Regions from separate parts of the Urocitellus parryii genome. Here region 1 is linked to region 2. A link is a contact called in public Hi-C data. All regions are on one chromosome and are shown on one strand. The core of a region is the stretch at or near the end of the contact, and the rest is flanking DNA. Distances in the headings are between cores, read along the strand shown. Region 1 holds the start of Cab39 (calcium binding protein 39). Region 2 holds the start of Sp100 (SP100 nuclear antigen).

Region 1 (5,173 bases), core at 2,396-4,895, 200 kb before region 2:
TTGTCATTACCCATATTAATCAAGTGATCACATTCCTCTGTGTATAACACCCAAGGACAGCCTTAAAATCAAACTCCTAATAAACATGAGCCATGGAAAAGAGGCAAATGGATTTTAAAAATAGAGTTGAAAAAGAAACACCAAAAAAAGGTATCCAAAAGACACTACCTACATTGAAGTTCTGTCCTACGATTGGATTTTATTTTTTTGTGGCAGAGGAGTGTAGTTGGAAGTGTGTATGCCTTTTTATGGCAGATAGAAAGTTGTGAATTAATTGTCAGAGATCAATCTGGAAAAAAGGCTCTTGGGAGAGTATGGAAGTAACTACATAAATCTATAATCTCACAAAAGTTAATTGAAAGAATAACCTTTAGTAAATACTCCAAAGTAATGCTATAAAAAAAGATATAATAAAACTGTTTTAATACAAGGACCTGCAGTCTAAAATGCTGAAGAACCTAAGTGAGCTGGCCTTAAAAAAAAAAAAAAAAAAAAGCTGTGTAACTATAGAAATTCATTTCATAACAAATTCTTTAATAAAATTGGCATTTTATTAAAGAAATGCCAATAGAAAAAAAATGCATCTAGTCCGGTCTTTGTGGTGTCATTATCAAAAAGTGTTAACCTATAGAGACTGTCTCAGAGGAATGAGTGGAGATGAAAAGAGTCACTGCACCACAGTGTATGGGAGACAGTGTACCAGCCTTGAGAGTCATCTTTCCATAGTACCCTTCTAGAAGTACATCTGCTCATATGGCAAAGACCTGCACAATCTCTTCCATACTTCATAATCACATGCCTCCCAAAGTTTATTCAGTAAGCAATAGGATCCAAAAATTAAAGAGATGTTAATAAACATACTTCAAACAAGAAGCCTTTAGAAAAAGTTCAGTTCACAGTAGCAGTTACATAGCATGACTACTGCATTTCATGATAGAACCTTGTCAGGAAAGAGAAAATTTAAAAACACTTCCCTTGTTTTTTTGGAAAAAAAATCTTTAAAAAATATTTATGAAAATTTTACTGACAAAGGAATATTTAATAAAACATAGGTGCATAAATACACAATATACTCCTTTGTACAAAGAAAAAGACTGGAAAGAAAATAAGCAAAAAAGTTTACAGTAGCCAGATTTAAGTGGTAAAATTAAGAAGATTTTTTTTAAATTAAGTATTTCTGCATTTCACAAACTTTTTACAAAGATCATGTTTTACTTTGATAAGCAAAATTTTAAAACTGAAAAAGTTGGCATTTATTTGTCACACACACAAATAAGTGCTTACAAAACCTAGAAGCTACTTCTATATTACAGACTTCAAAGACAGCTAATTATTTGCCAGTAATTAACCACCCCCCCCCAAAAAAAAACCCCTTAAAACAGAGCTAAAAAAAAAAAAATCACTCTGGCTCTCCTATACTATAAAGTTTTTTCATAACTAAAAACAGAGAAATTTTTACCTTTCTAGAAAAAGGTCTATGTTTAACTTTCAATCCCACAACATTGGTTAACACTGACTTTTCACAAATGCCCTCTTAAAGAAGCAATTCAGGTTTAGCTCACTGTAGACACCTATTATACAGTGCAAGGAGTTTTGATGCATTTTAGGGAACTCGACAACAAAATCACCTATTGTGCAGATGAGCTTATTTTAACAGACATCTTTCCATTACCTCTTAAGAGACTAAGAGGTACTGTGCTTGGCCTGGATGCGGATTTACTTAAATATCCATCCGGGAAGCTGTCAAAAATCGATCTCAAATTGCATTATATTCAATGGACAGAATGTCAACTCCTGCCTGGGCCTCCTCCACTCCTTTCTTTCACAAGAGCGCCTTTAATATGCCCTAGCCTACATTTCCGGGCTCATGAGTCACTGAGAAATGAGCTCTAAGTTTCCCTTAGAACGTCGCTCTAACAGCAACTCCACAGCATTCAAGGATTTGCCCCCAAAATACCTCTTTAGCCCGCCCCACCCCACCCCACCTCAACACAACAAACTCGAATTATCTACGATTTCTAAAACTACGCCTTTGTACCTTTGTCCTCTAGCTTTGCTGGCCCTGCACATACATCTCTTCGGCAACCCTCCCCAACCGCCTCCAAATCCCTCCCAGGCCCTCAGGACCGTGTTGGGCGCCGCCTCGCCCAGGAAGCCCTCCTAATTTATGCTAAGGCGGAAGCGATCGGCCGGTGCGGTCTTCCCCGGGCACCTTTCTAGCCCCGAGTCTGGTCCTTTCACAGGACTTATCGCCTCCTTCCTGGTATCGTGGTTATTTGTGGACTGCTCTTATCTCCCACACCAGAGCGTAAGCTCCTCGGGGGAGGCGGCGCGGGACCCGGTTCACCTCCGAGTCCCTCGGGCTGGGACCGACTACGGCGCCCGCTCGCAGTCAGCGCTCGGGTGGCTTCAACCGAACTCAGGAACGCGTCCACCGCACGATTCCTAACCAGCAATCAGTTAGGCATTTTCCCGAAATACGGCCACAAAGATGCCATCTGCTCCCGGGAACAGAAACCTGCGCGGGGCCGGACCGCGGGGCCGGAGCCGGGCGCAGTGGGAGTGACAGTTGGCCCGGTCCGCACTTCCCTGCCCTCCCGACACTGGCCGCGGTCGCCCCACGCCGCCAGCCCGCAGGAGGGCGGCCGAGGTGACGGCAGCGGACCCGCGGCTCCCGGAGCCCGGCCGAGGCTCCGGGTGCCCGGCGCCGGCGAGGGCAGCGGGAAGGCTCCGAGAAGGGCCGGGCCCGGCCGCTCCCGCCGCTGCCGCCACCCGAGAAAATGGAGGCGGCCGGGCCCGGCGTCAGCGCCGAGAAGGGCCTGGCCTGGGGTCACTCACGGGGCTCGGCCGGGCCGGGTGGCTCCCTCTCCGCCTCCGCGTCGTCGCCGTCCCCGTCCTCGGCCGCCGCCGCCGCCTCGGGCTGCTCGCTCGGTCCCCGCGGCGCGGCTCGGGCGCTCGGCCCCTCCGTTGTCTTCCGCCCGCTGCTACTCCCGGCGACGGGCTCCCGCGGCGGCGGCGGCGACTGCGCGGGCGGACGGCGGCCCAGAGGTTCTCGCGGTGGCCGCCGCGCTGCTGCGCTCGCTCGGGATGCGGCTGCTGCTGAGGGGATCGACGCCGCCTTTGCCTTCGCCTCCGCCCAGCTCCTGAAAGCTCAGTCTCTCAGGCCGCGCCGCTCCCGGCGCTCCGCGCCCCGCTCCCGGCCAGAGCCCGGCTTTGACGTGCGCACTGCGCAGCCGCCGAGGGCGCGACGTCGGGTAGCGCCGCAACGCCCCCTTCTGCCTCTGGCGCCCCTGGGCGATCGGGCGGACTCAGAACAGCCACATCGCGCGAGACTCGAGTAGAGGGCGTGCAGAAAAAAGCAGAAGCCCAGAGCGAGTTCCTCTTCCTTCTGCCCCTTACTGGCTGGTGCTCAGCTCCTGCCCAGCGTCTTAGCACTCTTCCTGGAGGACTACACGCCTACCTTCAGCGACACTTCCTCGACTCTTAAAGCTTTAATTCTGTGAAAGGCCTGGAGCCGACTTAGTGCACAGCTTCTTTTTTGCTTGTAAGAAACGGATGACTTCATTTTAGCATCCCTAACAGTATAGAAAGTGGTAGGATGTAGGATTCAGCCTGGATTTAAACCCAGTTCCACCACGAACCTAAGGATGTTTTACCACTGAACTACATCCCAACCCTTTTTTATTTTTATTTTTATTTATTTTTTTTTTAAAGTAGAGGTTTTCTTTTTTTTTTTTAATATTTATTTATTTTTTAGTTCTCGGCGGACACAACATCTTTGTTGGTATGTGGTGCTGAGAATCGAACCTGGGCCGCACCCATGCCAGGCGAGCGCGCTACGGCTTGAGCCACATCCCCAGCCCCCAACCCTTTTTTATATTTTAGGATTTCGCTAAGTTTCTGAGACTGGCCTCGAACTTGTGATCCTCGTGGCTCAGCCTCCTTAGCCGCTGTGAATGGCTGTTTCCTCATGGTACAAAAAAAAAAAAAAGAAAGAAAGAAAAAGAAAGACAAAAGTGTAATAATAGTAGTACCTGCCATAGGTTCACGCCGATAAATAGGATACTGTTTTACAAAAGACTGATGACAGAGTCTGGTAGTTAAAAAAAAAAAAAAAGATTTATGTGTATTTGTTTCTGTATTTTTAACTTGTAATCAAAGAAGATTTGCGAGTGCCTGATGTGTACTGGGCACTATTCTAGGTGGTGGGTCTGTGAGCTAAAGAGTCCCGGCTTTGAGGAGAAACAGTACACAAAGCAACACGTAGACCATTGAACAGTGTGAATTGCTGGGGAGGAACAGCCCTGGGTGAGGAGGGGCTGCTGTTGTGCAGCTAGCTCCATAAAGACAGCAAGGGCCTGAAGGCCCCTGAGCAGGAGCAGGAGGACCCAGGGCCTGAGGAGGGCACGTGCTGCTGAGCCAAGGGATGGCAGGAAGTTAGGAGAGGGGGAGAGAGTGGGCCCTGTTGACCCAAGTGCGGACTGTGGTATTTACAGGAGACAGGAAGCCATGTGGAGGTGTTGAGCAGAGAAGGGACTTGGTATGACATTTTAGAAGGGTCACTGTGGTGTGAAGACAAGACTGAAAGGCCTGAGGGTTTCAGCAGGGACACTAGTTAGAGGACACTGAGATAATCTAGATGGCTAGCTGGTGGGGGAGGGGAGGGGAGGGGGCGTAGCTCAGGAGTAGAGCACCTGCCAGGCAGGCAGGAGGACCCCCCCCTTTGATTCCTAGGACCAGGAGAAAGAGAAGGAAAAAGGGAGAGGGAGAGAGAAGACAGGGATGTCTCCCTCCCCACCCAGGGATGCTTTTCTCCGTAGCAATTCACACTGTCCAATGGTCTACGCGTGGCTTTGTTCACTGTTTCTCTGAAAAGCCGGGACTCTTAGCTCACAGACCCATCACCCAGAAGAGTGCCCAGAGTGGTAGCAGTGGTGAGGTAAAGAAATAAAGTGGTGGTGAGTTCTAGACATACTTCAGAGGGAGACCTGCCAGGATTTTGCTGATTTCTATTTTTATTTTTCTCAAGTAAGACAATTTGGTGATATGGGGAAGACTGGTCTACAGACGGAGCCGCATTGAGAGCCACAGTTTAGTCAGAACGACACCGGGCATTTTGCTATAGGGACTGGTTGAAAGGTGACCCTGCTGGGGAATAGGGCGGCTCTGGGAT
Region 2 (4,651 bases), core at 1,317-3,816:
TAGCTCAGATGGGAAACAATGCAGTCTCAGATAAGACAGGAAATGTGAAAAAATTATCCAATCCAATTCTATCTGAGCAAGCACGACATTTGGGTGAGCATCTTGGGGCAGATATCATCGAGACGGCCTACCAAACCACAGCCAGCACCCGAAAAATGAACGAGCGCAGAATGCGAGATTCAGGCAGAATCAGTCTGGAAGAATGACTCAGAAGACCAGGAGAGCATCCCCCCAAGGGCTTGACACCCCACAAAACCCCAAGCCAAGCAGCGTCCTGACGAGGGGTGATGGATTTAAAGGACCCAGCTAAAAGTGCGGCTTGTAGTGCTATGGGAAAAAACTAAGATCCTCTCCAAACACACACACACACACACACACACACACACACACACACAGTTTGTTTGGTTTTTTTAAAATTATAAATTACAAGAAATAAACCTACTGAAAATTGAGTGATTGTCCTGGAGGAAAAGCTGAAGGTGATCACTAGAAACATGAAGTGAAAGAATCAGAGAGGGGAAAGTATCCAGCAGCCTTTGGGCTGAGAAGGCTGGAGTTACTCCAGTGGAATATAATTTTGCATAAAATTGAAAAGGAAAAAAAATTGTCAAAAATGTTTGAAAAGGAACTTTCCCTTTTTATTTTCTTTTGCCCCTAAAAGTAGGCTCGAATATGCAGCCAAAAAAGAACGCAAGAGCCATCATTAAACACTGGGAGTGCTCATGGAATCAATCCATCAGTAACTTCCCACACCACTTTATTTATATCTTATGAAATCAATGCCATCGTAGGTTGCACCTTAAAATGTAAGTTTTCGTAAGACGAAAGCCACCTCACACAAAGTTAGGACAAGGAAGCTACATTTATACTTCTCCAGGATATCCAGCGAAATCTCCCATATCATGAAACAAAGGACAGACACCCAAATAAAACTGGAAAGAAAATGAACCTGAAAGAGGAGAGGGAATCTAACAGCCAACAAACGGGAGAGACCGAGCCACCTCCTACCTAATCAGAAAAATACAGATGAAAACCACGTGCACCTCCTCATCTGTCACTTTGACAAAGTCTGGCTGGGTGTGGGGAGGTGGCTCGTCTCATCTGCTGTTGATAAGAGAATACATTCATATTCAGCCTCTTACAAAGGCAATTTAGCTGAGCCTATAAACAAGTACACATTGATTCCCTTTGCCTCAGTGATTCCACTTTCTTGTGTTTTGATACAATGATGTAGAATTCCAACATAAAGTATATAATCATTATCACAGACTCTTAGTAAAAGTGAACAATGGAAATAACCTAAATATCCATCAGAAGGGGATGGTTTAAATATTATGGTACCTATATCAATCTCATGGAATAGCATAAAGCTGCTTTAAAAAACAAAGTTCATGTACATGTATTAAGGTGAAAAGATCTCTAAGATTTCCACTTTTAAAATAAGTGGCAATATAAAATGCTGAAAAAATGTACAGTATCATCTCATTTATTATAAAATGCATTTATGATAACAAGTTATCTAGACAAATGCACAGAAAAGAGAAGACGAGACCAGACTTCTCACAGACCTGGGACCGGAAGCTGAAAGTGAGTGAGAAGGGAATTTTTTCCCATTGTAGACCTCTATGCTGTTTGAAATTTTATGAGCAAGGTTGTAGAGTGTATTCCTTTTGTAGACATAAAAAAAATCAAGTCTTGTTATTTTTGAGCCCACTACAGAGGAAAAGATAGAATTTCTATTGTTTTTCTTGTCAGAGGTATGACCTACCCAGGAACAGAAAATCAAAGTGAAAATAAAACTCGGCCTGCACTAGCTTTTCTCCTCATGGGCCCTTTCTCTCTTTTTTTTCCCTTTGATCAGGATAAACAGAGAAAGAGCTCAGACCCCGTCAGCGTCAGCACAGGGACAGCCCCGATCTGACAAAGCTAGTCCCCTGCAGGTGCTGGACCATAGCACCCCAGGCTTGCTGGAAAAGGTGCCAGATGTTTACCCTGGAGCTGGTGTTGCCCCACCTACCCTCTCTGAAGTGACCTGTGAAAGGTGGAGGGAGGTGGGGGAGGACTGGGAGCATTCAGAGGTCATGGGAAATGGCCAATCCCTGCTGGGAGGGACAGAGTCCGCCCCTGAGCAGCAACTGCAAAACAAGACACTCCTGAGTGGTGAGCTGAACTCACATCGACAGCCGACAGCCGTCCTGCTCCTTTAAAAAACCCCTCTTCCTCTCTCCTAGCTCTTACTTCATCTAGTGCAGACCTGGCTCCCGTGGGGCGGGACTGAGCCACAGTACCCCCTTAGACCCCAGCTGAACTCAAGCAGCACACGGCCAGAGACAGAAATCCAAGGGAGGAGAGAGACTCACCTGGTGCTCGGGTCGCCAGCCCCGTCTGCCATCCTCCTGCCCTGGACCTGCCTGGGTCTGGGAGGGTGACCCCTTGTCCCTCAGTCTCCCCCGCCTGTGTCCAGTGTGGCTGCCCGACCCTGAGCAGGAAGTGGGCCCTGGGATTGACTCACCAAACAGCGCTCCGCCCCGCCCCGTTGGGGAAAAGAGAAGTGAAAGTATTTGTTCGACCTCTGATGGGCCACTGCCAAGCTAGTCCTCCCTCCTCCCTCGGCCCACGGGCTCCGGCGCTCCTGAAGTGTAGCGGGAGGATGGAGGCCTGCAGGCAGGGAAGGGGGCCCCAGGGACAAGCAGGGCCACTCCCAGGTGTCCCCTCTGTCTGTCTCCAGATGATGGCCCTTATCAGTTGTGTCCAGTCTGACTAAGCCTGCCTCTGCCTGCGCCTGTGTCTGTGGCTGTTCCTTACAACCAGCGACTTAGTGAGTCCCAGCATCTCCATGGCAGCTGCTTCTTCCAGGAGGGAAAGCTGGAAACCTCTCGGGCCAATGGGGGAGACTGGACTAAACTCAGGAAGGTCCTGACATTCAGACCAGAGCTGGAGAGAGCCGACGTGCTCAGCCTTACAAAGGAGGCAGAACACCCTTGGCATTCCTAGGCATCAGCCAGAGGCAGGGGAGGTCTCTCCAAGCCCCTGGGGCCACATGCTGAGCCAGGTTAGGGCTAGGACTGACATTTTAGGTGCAAGGGTGTAAGGTGCCTTGACTGGAGCTGCTCTGCATCAGCAAGGGCTCAGGAAGAGACACTGGGTATCAAAGAAGTCACTGGACCTCTCAGTGGAGGAGGATGGAGGAAGGAGCCCAGGGGGTCTAGAAGTGAAAGGGCAGGGGGACCCAATGGGGGGACCTCTGCCTCCCAGTTATGCCTGTTTGGCTGGGGCACAGTCAGGGATGCAGCCGGCAGCCAGGGTGTGCAGACTCCAGGGCCAGGATGGGATGGGCAAAGGGCAGAGGACTCAGAGGCCAGAAGTGGCCAGAGCTCGAAAGTGATAGTTTCACACCACGGTCCACCGAACGCGACTCCTGGTGGTGAGCAAGGGTGCTTGACACTGTGGGGGGAGGACAGAGGTTCCTACCGTTGATCCACTTATCTTTCTTTCCTCAGAAGAGTGAGCTCCAAACGGATGGGGCGGATTCCAGGCACTGATGAGGACATCTTTTCCAGTGGGCGGGGCCACTGTGCCTACAGGTACCTACTCGTGCCGACAGGTACATACACCGCCACCCCGCATGCGCTTTCTCTCTGGGGCAGAGGGGCTGGTCAGCTGAGCCTCATTGGGCACAGCTGTCCTCTGTCCGGTCTCTATGGGGCAGGGTGTGCTCTGGCACAGACTTCACCAGCCTGTCCTGGAGAATCCCCCGGCCATCCCCATGTAGTAGGCTGGCCAGAGCCAGTGCAGAGCTGGGCGCTGACGTGAACATGTCAGGTCTCTACGTCTGCTCAAGCTCCAGGAGCCTGGAAGCCAGGGTTGGAGAGTCGGGCCTCCCTCCTGTGGGTGGGCACATGGAGAGTGAGTGCAGGGGCCTCCCGAGTCTCCTTCTGGGAGGCAGCACATGGATCAGCACAACACACCTGCCCCCTCCCTTCTTCTGGGGCAGATTCTTCAACTAGGACTTGGTGGGTGGGAGTGTCCCCTGGTCGAGCCTCTCCATAGCCATCCACCTGCAGAGACTGGGGCTCTATTAACACCCCCAAGCTGGGTGCACCAGGACAGGGTCCAGCGTGGGGCTGGGCCATGTGGTTGACTGGAGCAGCTGGCGACCGTGTAGATAAGGCCAATTCTGAGATTCCGTTTGGGGAATCACTTGATTACCACTCACCTAAGCAAGTCCCCAATTCCACTTTCATCAGGAATGAAGGAGGTTTGTTGACCTCCTTTTTGCCCATCTCTCAATTGGGTTAGAACTCAGGTGGGGGAAAAGGATGGCATGTGGGGGCCTCCTGCCCCTAAATATGTTTAGCCCATGGTCTGTGTCTCTCCCTCCAGTTCTCTCCTACCTGAGCCCCACATGGGTGAAGAGGCTGAGGATCAGAACCCCTTACAACTACGTCACCATGATGCAATCATCCCCCTGGCTTAGTGGTACTCGGTGGCAATATTTGGGCTTTTAAAGACTGTGGTGAGGGGGCTGGGGTTGTGGCTCAGCGGTAGAGCGCTTGCTTCACACATGCAAGGCCCCTGGGTTCGATCCTCAGCACCACATAAAAATAAACAAATAAAGGTATTATGTCCAACTACAACTAAAAAATAAATA

Evidence for each region. Hi-C and Micro-C count contacts between places; a contact is called where the count stands out from the background.
Region 1: a Hi-C map of liver shows a contact between it and region 2, with 2.1 times the contacts expected there. The contact joins the promoter of Cab39 here to the promoter of Sp100 in region 2. A contact is called at or near these places in 2 of 2 Hi-C or Micro-C datasets (liver and muscle).

What each region holds. Positions count from the first base shown.
Region 1 is chr1:275,713,541-275,718,713 of mUroPar1.hap1, reverse strand. Cab39 (calcium binding protein 39) reads right to left here and starts at 3,645. Exons shown (of 9, transcript XM_026396238.2): 1 at 2,839-3,645.
Region 2 is chr1:275,517,714-275,522,364 of mUroPar1.hap1, reverse strand. Sp100 (SP100 nuclear antigen) reads right to left here and starts at 2,566. Exons shown (of 30, transcript XM_077791098.1): 1 at 2,361-2,566. The coding sequence starts at 2,392. It overlaps LOC113188093 (a long non-coding RNA gene), which reads left to right and starts at 2,125. Exons shown (of 4, transcript XR_013342143.1): 1 at 2,125-2,160; 2 at 2,729-2,818; 3 at 3,501-3,584; 4 at 4,384-4,632.